Regions from separate parts of the Ovis aries genome. Here regions 1 and 2 are each linked to region 3. Evidence: chromatin contacts called from public Hi-C data. All regions are on one chromosome and are shown on one strand. The core of a region is the stretch at or near the end of the contact, and the rest is flanking DNA. Distances in the headings are between cores, read along the strand shown. Region 1 has its middle 13 kb from the start of ZNF236. Region 2 holds the start of LOC114110461 (collagen alpha-1(I) chain-like). Region 3 overlaps ZNF516 (zinc finger protein 516).

The links. Hi-C and Micro-C count contacts between places; a contact is called where the count stands out from the background.
Region 1: a contact with region 3 is called in a Hi-C map of hypothalamus, with 3 times the contacts expected there. The contact joins two enhancer-like sites. A contact is called at or near these places in 6 of 16 Hi-C or Micro-C datasets (hypothalamus, liver, muscle and 3 more).
Region 2: a contact with region 3 is called in a Hi-C map of hypothalamus, with 2.8 times the contacts expected there. The contact joins the promoter of LOC114110461 here to the enhancer-like site in region 3. A contact is called at or near these places in 6 of 16 Hi-C or Micro-C datasets (blood, hypothalamus, liver and 2 more).

What each region holds. Positions count from the first base shown.
Region 1 is chr23:2,609,840-2,612,944 of ARS-UI_Ramb_v3.0, reverse strand. No RefSeq gene overlaps it. Among named protein-coding and RNA genes, the nearest start is that of ZNF236, 13 kb to the right of the region's middle. Within about 2 kb of position 1,329, at least 11 of the 54 cell types and tissues checked have an H3K27ac peak or open chromatin away from gene starts, as enhancers often do. A contact at or near this core is called in hypothalamus, where this site is marked.
Region 2 is chr23:2,667,606-2,670,751 of ARS-UI_Ramb_v3.0, reverse strand. It overlaps LOC114110461 (collagen alpha-1(I) chain-like), which reads right to left and starts at 1,811. Exons shown (of 3, transcript XR_003586716.3): 1 at 1,626-1,811.
Region 3 is chr23:2,810,844-2,814,117 of ARS-UI_Ramb_v3.0, reverse strand. All of the region lies in intron 2 of ZNF516 (zinc finger protein 516), which reads right to left. Among named protein-coding and RNA genes, the nearest start is that of ZNF516, 71 kb to the right of the region's middle. Within about 2 kb of position 1,462, at least 9 of the 54 cell types and tissues checked have an H3K27ac peak or open chromatin away from gene starts, as enhancers often do. A contact at or near this core is called in hypothalamus, where this site is marked.

The sequences.
Region 1 (3,105 bases), core at 80-2,579, 200 kb after region 3:
GCCAGCCCGACTTCTGCAGTGACCTAAGAGAGCCGAGCACTCCTCGAGGTGGAGGGTCAGCAGTCTCCATACCTCTGTGGGAGGGGGCGAGTGGCTTAGAATCTTGGGTCCCCCTTGGCTGTGTGCCTGGGTGAGCCAGACCTCATCAGCATGCCCTTCCCAGTTACACCTTTGTGCTCCAGTCACGACAGGGCACTGGAAGCTCTGGGTGCGGTGGGGAGAGAATGCTGCCCTGCCACCGCGCCTCCCCAGGTCCTGCACCCACAACTGGAACGCCACCCCCGCCGACACCAGTGTCTCCTCCCACAGCATCCTCAGTCCCACCCACCCCTCAGGTGTCTTCTCTGGAGACCCTTTCACCCAAGGCCGGATTAGTGTAACGAGCAAACTACATTCTTTCCTGTTTGGCTCAGTGAAGTGGTCGAAACAAGAAGGAGGAGTAAAATGCCAAGGACACTTTGACACAGGGGAGAAGGAACCACCTGCAGAAGGGGGTACACCCGGGCAGACAGGTGTCCCCGTGAAGCGCGTTCCAAGGATGCGGCCACATCCTTAAGACCTTGAACGATAACAAGTGTTTCTGCCAAATAGCTCTTCATCAGGATGTGATAAAAACGACTTGGGTGGAAATGAACATTTATGGCTTTGTCTTTTGAGGGGGTCCCATGTCGGCCTCCGGGGGGTGGGGGGTGGGGGGTGGCATGTTCTCAGGCCTCCACCCTTCCCTTTCTCTTCCTGCTCGGCTCGGCGCTCCGTCTGCCCACCCATGCTCTCACAGGGGTGGGGAAAGACGCCTTTGAGGAATCTTCCTTCAGGCTCTAAAGAGGATGTAGGAGGTTAGTGATCCAGTGAGTTGATTCCTGGGCACACATTGCTCTTTTCTGGGCGTATAACTGGAACATTGTCCTCAAACTCGCAGAGGACAGCGCTTGTGCTGTCAGGATGGAGAAGCAGGCGTCTAACCAGGACCCCATGCGGGTCATGGCACATGTGAGTCCGGACACAATGAGGGCCTTTCACACTTCAGGGCAGTCGAAATGTCAAATAATTCTGGAAGCATAATGTGTGGCTTGTTAACCCAGAAGACGTCTTCGCGCTCTTTGTGTGCTGGGGAAGATGAGTGGGAGCTGCGGGCAGTGAGGGGCGTCTGTCCGGAGCGCCCCCCGCCTCGTGTTGGCCCTGCAGCCCCCGGAGCTCACAGGTACACGTGCCCCGCACGGCAGCTCCCAGAGCGAGGGTGCTGGGCCCAGCGTCCTCCAGGGGCCAGACGTGTCCTGCCAAGTGCACAGTCACGGACCATGGAGTGCGGGGAAGGAGGTACTGATTAACCACTCTAGTGGTGTTCTCATAAACATATAAAATACCCTTCAGATCAACTAGAAGGAGGAAGCCCTGTGACTCTGCCCCCACAGAAAATGGCCAGAGATCCAAACAAGTGTTCACAAAAGACAAACTGGAAAGGACAGTGAGTAAATAGAAGTCCGGCCTCACTAGCTGCCAAAGAAATGTGGAATGAGAACATGGTGACCTGCGCCCCGCGGGCTGTGATATCCGGTGGTGAGGACAGCTCTCTCTGAGGTGGTGGTGCGGCTGTTCCTGAAGCTTCGGGAAGCAGGCTTGCGGCTGCGCTGGGGTGGGAGTGCAAGTGGGCCACACTTTCTGGGGCGTGATTTATGCTCCAGAGGCCACACTCCCAGGTCACCCCTGGGTTGTTGCTGTTACTGATCTGAAGTGATGGCAGTTGTCTCACTCTAGACTGAAGTTTTTGTTGATATTTTTCATCGTGTTTTACTCATATTCACTTCTCGTTAAATGTGTTCAGCCAGACACCAGCACACAACATGCTCCTCACACGGTTGTCACAATCTCCTTGGGTGGGTTTATGATTCTCTACCTACAACTTTGCTGTTTGTTTCAGATCTTAGCTGAGGATAAAGCGAAAGCTTCAATTTCCTTCCTTTTGTGGGAAAATGTCAGACATATCCTGTGACTTTTGCAGGCTTTTTAATGTAGCAATTTCCTGTGACCTAAAGGTAAGCCTCAAGAATTTTTGAATCATAAAAGTGTTAAAACTAGAGAGAACACTAGCAATCACTTGCTTTATATTAAAAGATGTGGCATATATATGCAATGGAATATTACTCAGTCATAAAAAAAAAGTTAAAGAATGCCATCTGCAGCAACATGGGGGGACCTGGTGGCTCAGTGGTAAAGAACCCACCTGCCAATGTAGGAGACATGAGATTCAGGTTTGATCCCTGGGTCGGGAAGATCCCCTGGAGGAAGAAATGGCAACCCACTTCAGTATTCTCGCATGAACAGAGGATACAACCCATGGGGTCGCAAATAGTCAGAAACGACTAAAGTGACTTAGCACATGGCCTGAACATGTATGTCCCTCCCCCAAGTTCATGGGTTGGAAGCTAACTCCCCATATGATGGTGTTAGGAGGTGAGGCTTTTTGGAGGTGATTCAGTCATGAATGTGGAGCACTTGTGGTGGGATTAGTGCCTGTGTTATTCTCTTGCATGAGGACTCAGCAGGAAGGCGGCCATCTGCAACTCAGACGAGAGCCTCCCCAGAGCCCAGCCATGCTAGCACCTGACCTTAGGCTCCCAGCCTCGAGCCATGAGAGAGAGATGTCTGCTGTTCATGTGACACGCAGCCTGTGGTACTGTTATAGCAACCTGAATGGACTAAGGTATTTGAAAACTAAGAAATCAATATAATCTAAGCCTGCACATGTGAGTGAGTTTCCAGGCAGACAGTGCTAAACAAATGTTAGCGTGTGTTAAGCCCCCTGCACCACAGGTCGCAATCACCCATCTCTTTGAAAGGAGATGCCTAGTTGAGGCTGCAGTCTATGAGAAGTGAACTTCCGTGGATGCTGTGAGGGTTGTTTTAATCATATGTCCACAGAAATGATTCTGTGTTACTATTTCTCTCTGATTAAGAGATTTAAATAATATAAACGAAAATGTTGTATAGCTACAACAGTTAGTATAGCAAATTATTTTAAGTGACACACCAAGTATTTTATTTAAATATCTCTTTATTTCATGCATATTAAATATTAGTCACTAAGTTGTGTCTGATTCTTGTGAC
Region 2 (3,146 bases), core at 562-3,061, 140 kb after region 3:
CCGCGCTCACCTGGTGCGGGGCGGGAAGCCGGCCCCGAGGGCCACGTGACGCCGTGCCAAAGTGACTCTGCTCGGTGGCGGGGGGCGGGAAGGGGGGGGGTGACCGGTACCAGAAATAAAGGCGGAGACTCCTCTAAGGACGAGGCCGCCCGCGCTGCGGGTGCAAACGCAAAAGCCTGCAAGGTCCCGGGCGCGGAAGGCAGGCTGCTCGGCGCGACCCCGGAATGAGGTCACCGCGGGGAGTGGCCGGGGGGCGGGCGGCGCGGGCAGGAGGACCTGCCCCCCGGGACGCCGCAGGCCTCGGCGGCCGTGCCCACGCGGGCCTGGGGTCCCTGCCTCGCAGCCTCCCGGGCGGCCGCGCTGCGCTGCGGGGAAGCCCGTCGGTGACCTGGGGACAGATGCCCCCGACCGCGCGGCCCGTGGGAACCATCTTGGGAAAGACACTAGGTCACCCCCGCCCGTCCCCTCCCGGGGGCCCGGGCTGCCCAGGGTCAGCCCCCCGGGCCGCGGGCGGGCTTGGACTGCGGTTGCGGAGGGCGCGGGGTGGAGACCCGCCCCCCTCGACCCCGGGCGCCGCCCCCACTTCCCGGCTCCCGGCCGCGAGCCTTTGTTTCGACAGGGCCCGCGGCGTCCCCTGCTGGCGGGTCTGGGCCGCGCCTCCTTGACCTGCTCCGGATCCTGCTCCGGTTTCTTGGGAGGCCGCGGCCACGCGGACGGAGGTGGTTCCGCCTCCATCCGGATGCTACAAGCGAGTGCCCACAGCCCCGCAGGGCCCGCAGGCCTCGCGGATCGACCGCAGGGCGCACAGACGGGGCGGGGTGGGTGGGCTGGGAGAACCCTGCTTAAACCCCCGCTCCTTTTCTGGAGGACAGAGGCCTGTGCTTGGGCCCACAAAGGCTTTCTAGAAAACGGACTCATATAACCTTTGCAAAGATGGGATCCAAGCTGCGCAGTCCTGGCCACTTGAAAACCTTTTAAGTAACTATACCAAAGAGCTTTGGCCTGGATTAAATGCAAAATGCCACTGCCTCACTTTTAAAAGCAAGCACAAGGGCTAAGAGCAACCCCAGACTGTTTGTAAACCGTGGGAAACAGGCACTCCGAGAGCCCTCCCTCCCCCCCCCCCTCCCTCCCCCTCCCCCTCCCCCTCTCCCTCTCCCCTCCCCCTTCACGCCCCCATTTTGTGCAAACGCAGTTTTCCCGGAGCTTCTGGAACCCCAAATCCTGGGAACTCGCTTGTTCTGGGCGGCCACGGGGAAGGCTGGGCTCACAGAAGGGATTTTTTAAATCTCTGAAGGATTGGTCAGTGCGTGTCGTGGAAAAGCCGACTCCCTCCTAGCTCAGGGTTGCCCTAAGAGGTGGGCCGGGGGCTCGACCGCGGGTCCCCAGGCGGCGGCCCCTCCTCCCCTAAGCCCTCCTCTGCTGCCGGTGCCGCAGCCCGCACGCCACGGGTGCTCCACCATGAAACAGGATTCCGCCTGGAGAGGTGGACTGCCATGCACCTGGCTTTCTAGAAGCAGCAAATGAAAGTCTCTTAGGGGAAAAAAAAAAAAAAAAAGGTAAAGTCGTGAGGGAGAGGCAGAGAGCAGAATCCGCGTCTCCTAGAGACTTCTTCAAAAACTAACCTTCTGGGACTTGCTGCAGTAGCCAGCAAGTAGAGATTTCCAGGCTGAAGAAAACGTCCTTCCAAATGTAGCTCGTCCACCGAGAGAGAGGCATCGCAAGGTCCCCGGTTTTAGTGGCAAAGGGCATTATGATTTATTTGTTCCAGTTTGAAAATGGTGTGCCTTTCCATTAGGACTCGTGGATATAAACACCTATTCCCACGTGAATTGAATTAGTCCACACCCCACCCCCCCACCCCGCATGCTTCAGGGAACAATGGAGGGAGCTTGCTGACAAATTATGCCTGCATTTAATGCTCTGATTATCTGGTGAGTTAAACACAGTGGTATTAAAAGCCTGGACCTGCCTCATATTTAATCTGCACTTGTTACTCTGCTTTCTCCTCCTTTTCTGTTTCTTCCCCAAAGATTAAAAGAAAAAAAATTCTGACTTGGGTCGCATGTGTCCTGAGACTGAAACAGGGCATGGCCAGGCGGAACACAGGATGGGTGGGTGGCAGAAGCTTGTCACTGGATATCATCGTTGGTGACTTTTTCCCCTTAGTAAAAGTATTCTGAGGAGTGACTATGAGTTAGCTGGGGCTTCCTCCTGCCCTGGCCCAAGCCGGAAAAGCCCCCAGGCAGCTGGGCAGCTCAGGGAACTTCCCTGCTCTCAGCCAGGCTTCCGTTCGCTAGAATGAAAGGGAATTATGCCAGACGTGGACGAGTCATGTTTAATTCAAGTGAAATTCATTCACTCATTTGTTCTATAAATATTTATTGAGGGCCTGTTTTGCGGCCCCTCCTGAGAAGCCAGGCTTCCTTGGGCGGTGGAGACCCCCACGTGGCTGCCCTGGGTGCTCAGCCTGGCTCCAGGGTGTTTCTATACAAACCTGCTCCCAGAGTTCTAGGGTGCTATGTTGGTTTTGGTTTTGAAAATCAGACTCTGCTTGTTTAATCTAAATTCGAACGCTAAACCTAATCTATCTAAAATATGTTGGTGGCGTTTAACAATAATGATCAATACAGCATATTGTTTGGACGGAAGGACTAGAAGATGTGAGTGGCCGCTTTCCTTTCGGGGCCTACAGTTTACAAGTAAACCCTGTCCCCGGCTCATTAGTGAGCAAGGTTCCCTCCCCTCCCCCCTCTGTGCCCTGATTCCTATAATGTAAACAGCTGCTAATAGCTCCTATTTCTCTTTGTTCAAACAAACAATAGCCTTTATAACTAAGAAGAAAATTAGTATTAGGTGGAAGCCTCGTTTTCTGGTTCTTAAAGCGCTCCCCTTTTTTTTCCCAGAAGAATGAAATCTAGCAGTTATAAGAAAAATTCGCATTTAAAGTTTGGAAAGTGACAAGAAAAAGGTCCATCCTTAATGATGCATAGACACACTTATGATTGCATTTTAAATATTTTTCTTTTCTTTAATTTCCTAACTGAAAAGTTGTAATTTGGGGAACGAGGGTGGTCAAAGGTTTGGGGGAGTCGCGGCCTCTCCTGAATTTGGGGCAGTCTTGCCCTTTTTGTTCAAGCCCAGGC
Region 3 (3,274 bases), core at 213-2,712:
ATTTTATACACAAATATTTTATTCCCTACATTGTTCCTGCTCCTTTTTCTGCTGACTGAATGCAGCGGGCAAGTTTTCATTTTCAGTAATTAATCTATTCACATAAATAACTCGCGAAACTGTAACTTACTTGCGTTTATGGAAAAACATGTATTCAATAAATATCTTAGCACTCTGGAAGCCAGATTTTGATTTCTGAAGAAAAAAAGCTGCAGATTAAATACAGGACTTCTGACTAAACCAAGGAACCAGGGGCCAAAAGAAAAGTTAACACTTGCAATCTGGGAAATAACTTTCGTAAGAACATTCCTGTTCAGAGATTAGAGAGTCAGCGTTTCAGAGGTTGATCAACTATCTCGCGTGTCCACCCAAGCTTCCAGTTAATGGACAGCAGTGTGTCCCGCCATAAAACAGTCACATTCTAGAAATCAAAACTTACTGCTTCCTCACTGACACAACCATACCCATATGGCACTCGGGCCATATTTTCAAAAATATGTATTTTTGAAAAGATCAAATCTATGCGGAAGCGAACAGAATTCAAGTCCATTAACATTTTCATGGCTAATGTACCTTATACACCCTCCTTCAACCCCAAATCCTAACAGGAAACTATAAGCTGTCCATTTGACAAAGGTCTATGGGGTCGCACAGAGTCTGACAGGACTGAAGCGACGCAGCAGCAGCAGCAGCAGCAGCCATCAAATGTAAAAATAAAAAGAAACCGCAAAACAAAACTTTAAAACCCACGCTCTTAAGAATACTGAATATTTCCACTTTACAAAGGCGAATAGAAAGTAAGTCCATTACCATAAGGAAGCATGTTAAAGTTGAAGGAACTGGCGAAAGAAGGTGTTTCCATCACTTCAGATTTTAAACTGTCCCTGAGGGAGAGGAAGGAGCCCAGGGGAGCCTCGCATGGGAAGCTTGTTCCCCAAAGCGTCCTTAAGGACAGGGCGTCCGGAACTGCCCTTCCACCTCTACAAGGAACCCACCCCACTCAAACCACCTGTGTCCTGCACCCTTTGCGTTTTAAGAGAGCCAGGTCGGATCAAGACTGCAGAAGAGAAGGGGCCTGCAAACCTCCAACATCTAACAGGGACTGCGGATACACACTAGCAGTTGCGTGGTTGGAAAGTTCTTCTGCTACTTAACTATCCCAGAATACAAGACCCGCATTCTATGCATTTACGAAAGAACTATAATGACGGTCTTTAGGAAACCAGGGCTATTTCTCGGCCCCGCCTTCCGATGCAACGCCGGACACACGCCGACCCGCAGAACAAAGCCCGCGGGGCCCGGCGCCGGCCGCGGGGGAGGGGCGCGGCTTCCGGCGCCGTGCGGGGGCCTGGCCAGCAGAGGGCGCGCGCTCCCCGCGCTCCGCGCGCGGCCTGGCTTTCAGAAGGGGCCAAGGCGGCATCGACCTTTAAACAGAATATTCAGGTCCAGCGAGCCAAGCAGGGACGCGGAGAGCTTAGAGTGTGCATCAGTACAGTCACGCAGTTTTCTCCTCAAAGTACAGAACGTACCTGAAATGGATAAAAGGGGTTCATCCAAAGGTCTTAAAGTAAGTTCACCAGTATTTTCAGGGAAAATGTGCAAGGCTTTAAACCAGTGATGCACTTGAATGATCTGGCTAAAATTAACTTACCTAAAATGACGGACCTACCGCATTGGACTGTGGGGCTCAGACTGTAAGGCAGCACTGTCAAACGTCCAGTTTCTGGACAGAAATGCACAGAAAAGCGGCACCTCACAGCGGATCTGGCCCAACACAGACATGACGGGGCCTGACTTTTTCACGCCTTTCCACCCACAGAACCGCTGTCTACATCAACATCAAAATTCTTTTCACTCCTGGAGTGCTGCTGAATGTGCACTCAGAATTGGGGGCGGGGGCTGCATGGTCCGGGGACCGTTTCCGAGCAGCACTTGGCAGGACTCGTCACCTACACACCCGCAAAGTGAAAATTTTATTATTTCATGAACCTGACTGTATGCAGGAAACACCCCTTCCTGGCTCATTCCTCATCTTTTCTCTTAGGGCTCCAGCCAACGTGTACAAGGGTGGTCCTGGCCTCACACGGGGTTACCTGTGAATTCAGAGCCTGACCCCACAGAGGGAGCCACAGGGATGCTAACTGAGCAGCGCCGGCTTGTCTGCCAAGTCGTCTCATCCCCACCAGAAGCTGGGTACCGGGGTCCTGGAGCCTTTGATGGTTACACACGTGTGAATACAAAATAGAGACTTTCTGTATTGCTCACACGAGGGGTTCAAGCTACTTTATAAATAATAAATTTCAAATGTTTCAGCCCACCAGAGACACTGAGTGGAAAGAATTAGTTTATATTTTACTTAGTATTTGCACCAAATCTTTCCAAGTCACATCACTAAACTGTTTCTGGACTCTCAAGCAGGCTGCAGTATAATGGGTTGTAGTTAAACTTTGTAATTAAAATGCAAAGTCAAGGTATATATACATTTATTCTTCATGTACCACACCTTAGCTTTCATTTTCTCCCCTTTTTAAGTAGAGGAAATGACTATATTCCCCTTTCTTGCATACATATCTTTGGGTTTCCCCTTGACTTATATAAGCTCCCCTTCAATTTATCCAGTTACTTAAAAATCTAGACGAAGAATGACAGCCCCAATGGACCGATGCCGCACAGAACAATCTCGGGAAAGCCCCACTTACTAATGTTTATTTTCTCAGCCCTTTAGTCATATTTCTATTTTAAGAAGGAGTCGCAATATCGTATTTCTGTGATTGTTTTCCAGGAGCTCTCTGGCTAAGCAGGAGCCGTGAGTCTATGAATTAAAAACGTTTAAAGCTAAGTAAGGGTTTCCAACATTCTATGAGCTGAACTCAAAAGAAAGGGCCCCCGGGCCAACTCCACCTCCACTGGCCTAGCGTCCCCTCCAGGGCTGTCCACGGGGACCTGCAGCTTTGGGAGCAAGCCGACCGGCCTAAAATAACTCACCCACCGGCACGGAGAAACAGCAGGGGTAGGAGGGCAGGGAGCAACACGCACAGCTGGCCACCACTTTCATTCAGCCCTAGACAGGTCAATCCTAACCAATGCATTCTCTCTCTAACAAAGCCTAGGGGTGACTGCGGTGCTCCGGCTGGGTTCACGTGCTGAGCGGCGCACACACGTGGCCCTCACGGAGGTCCGTGATGAAGGCCAGCAGCCCAGCCAAGCACCGGGGCCCAGAAGCTACCCCGCGTCCTCCACTCCGCCTGCCCTGTGACCTCTGACTTGTGTTCTC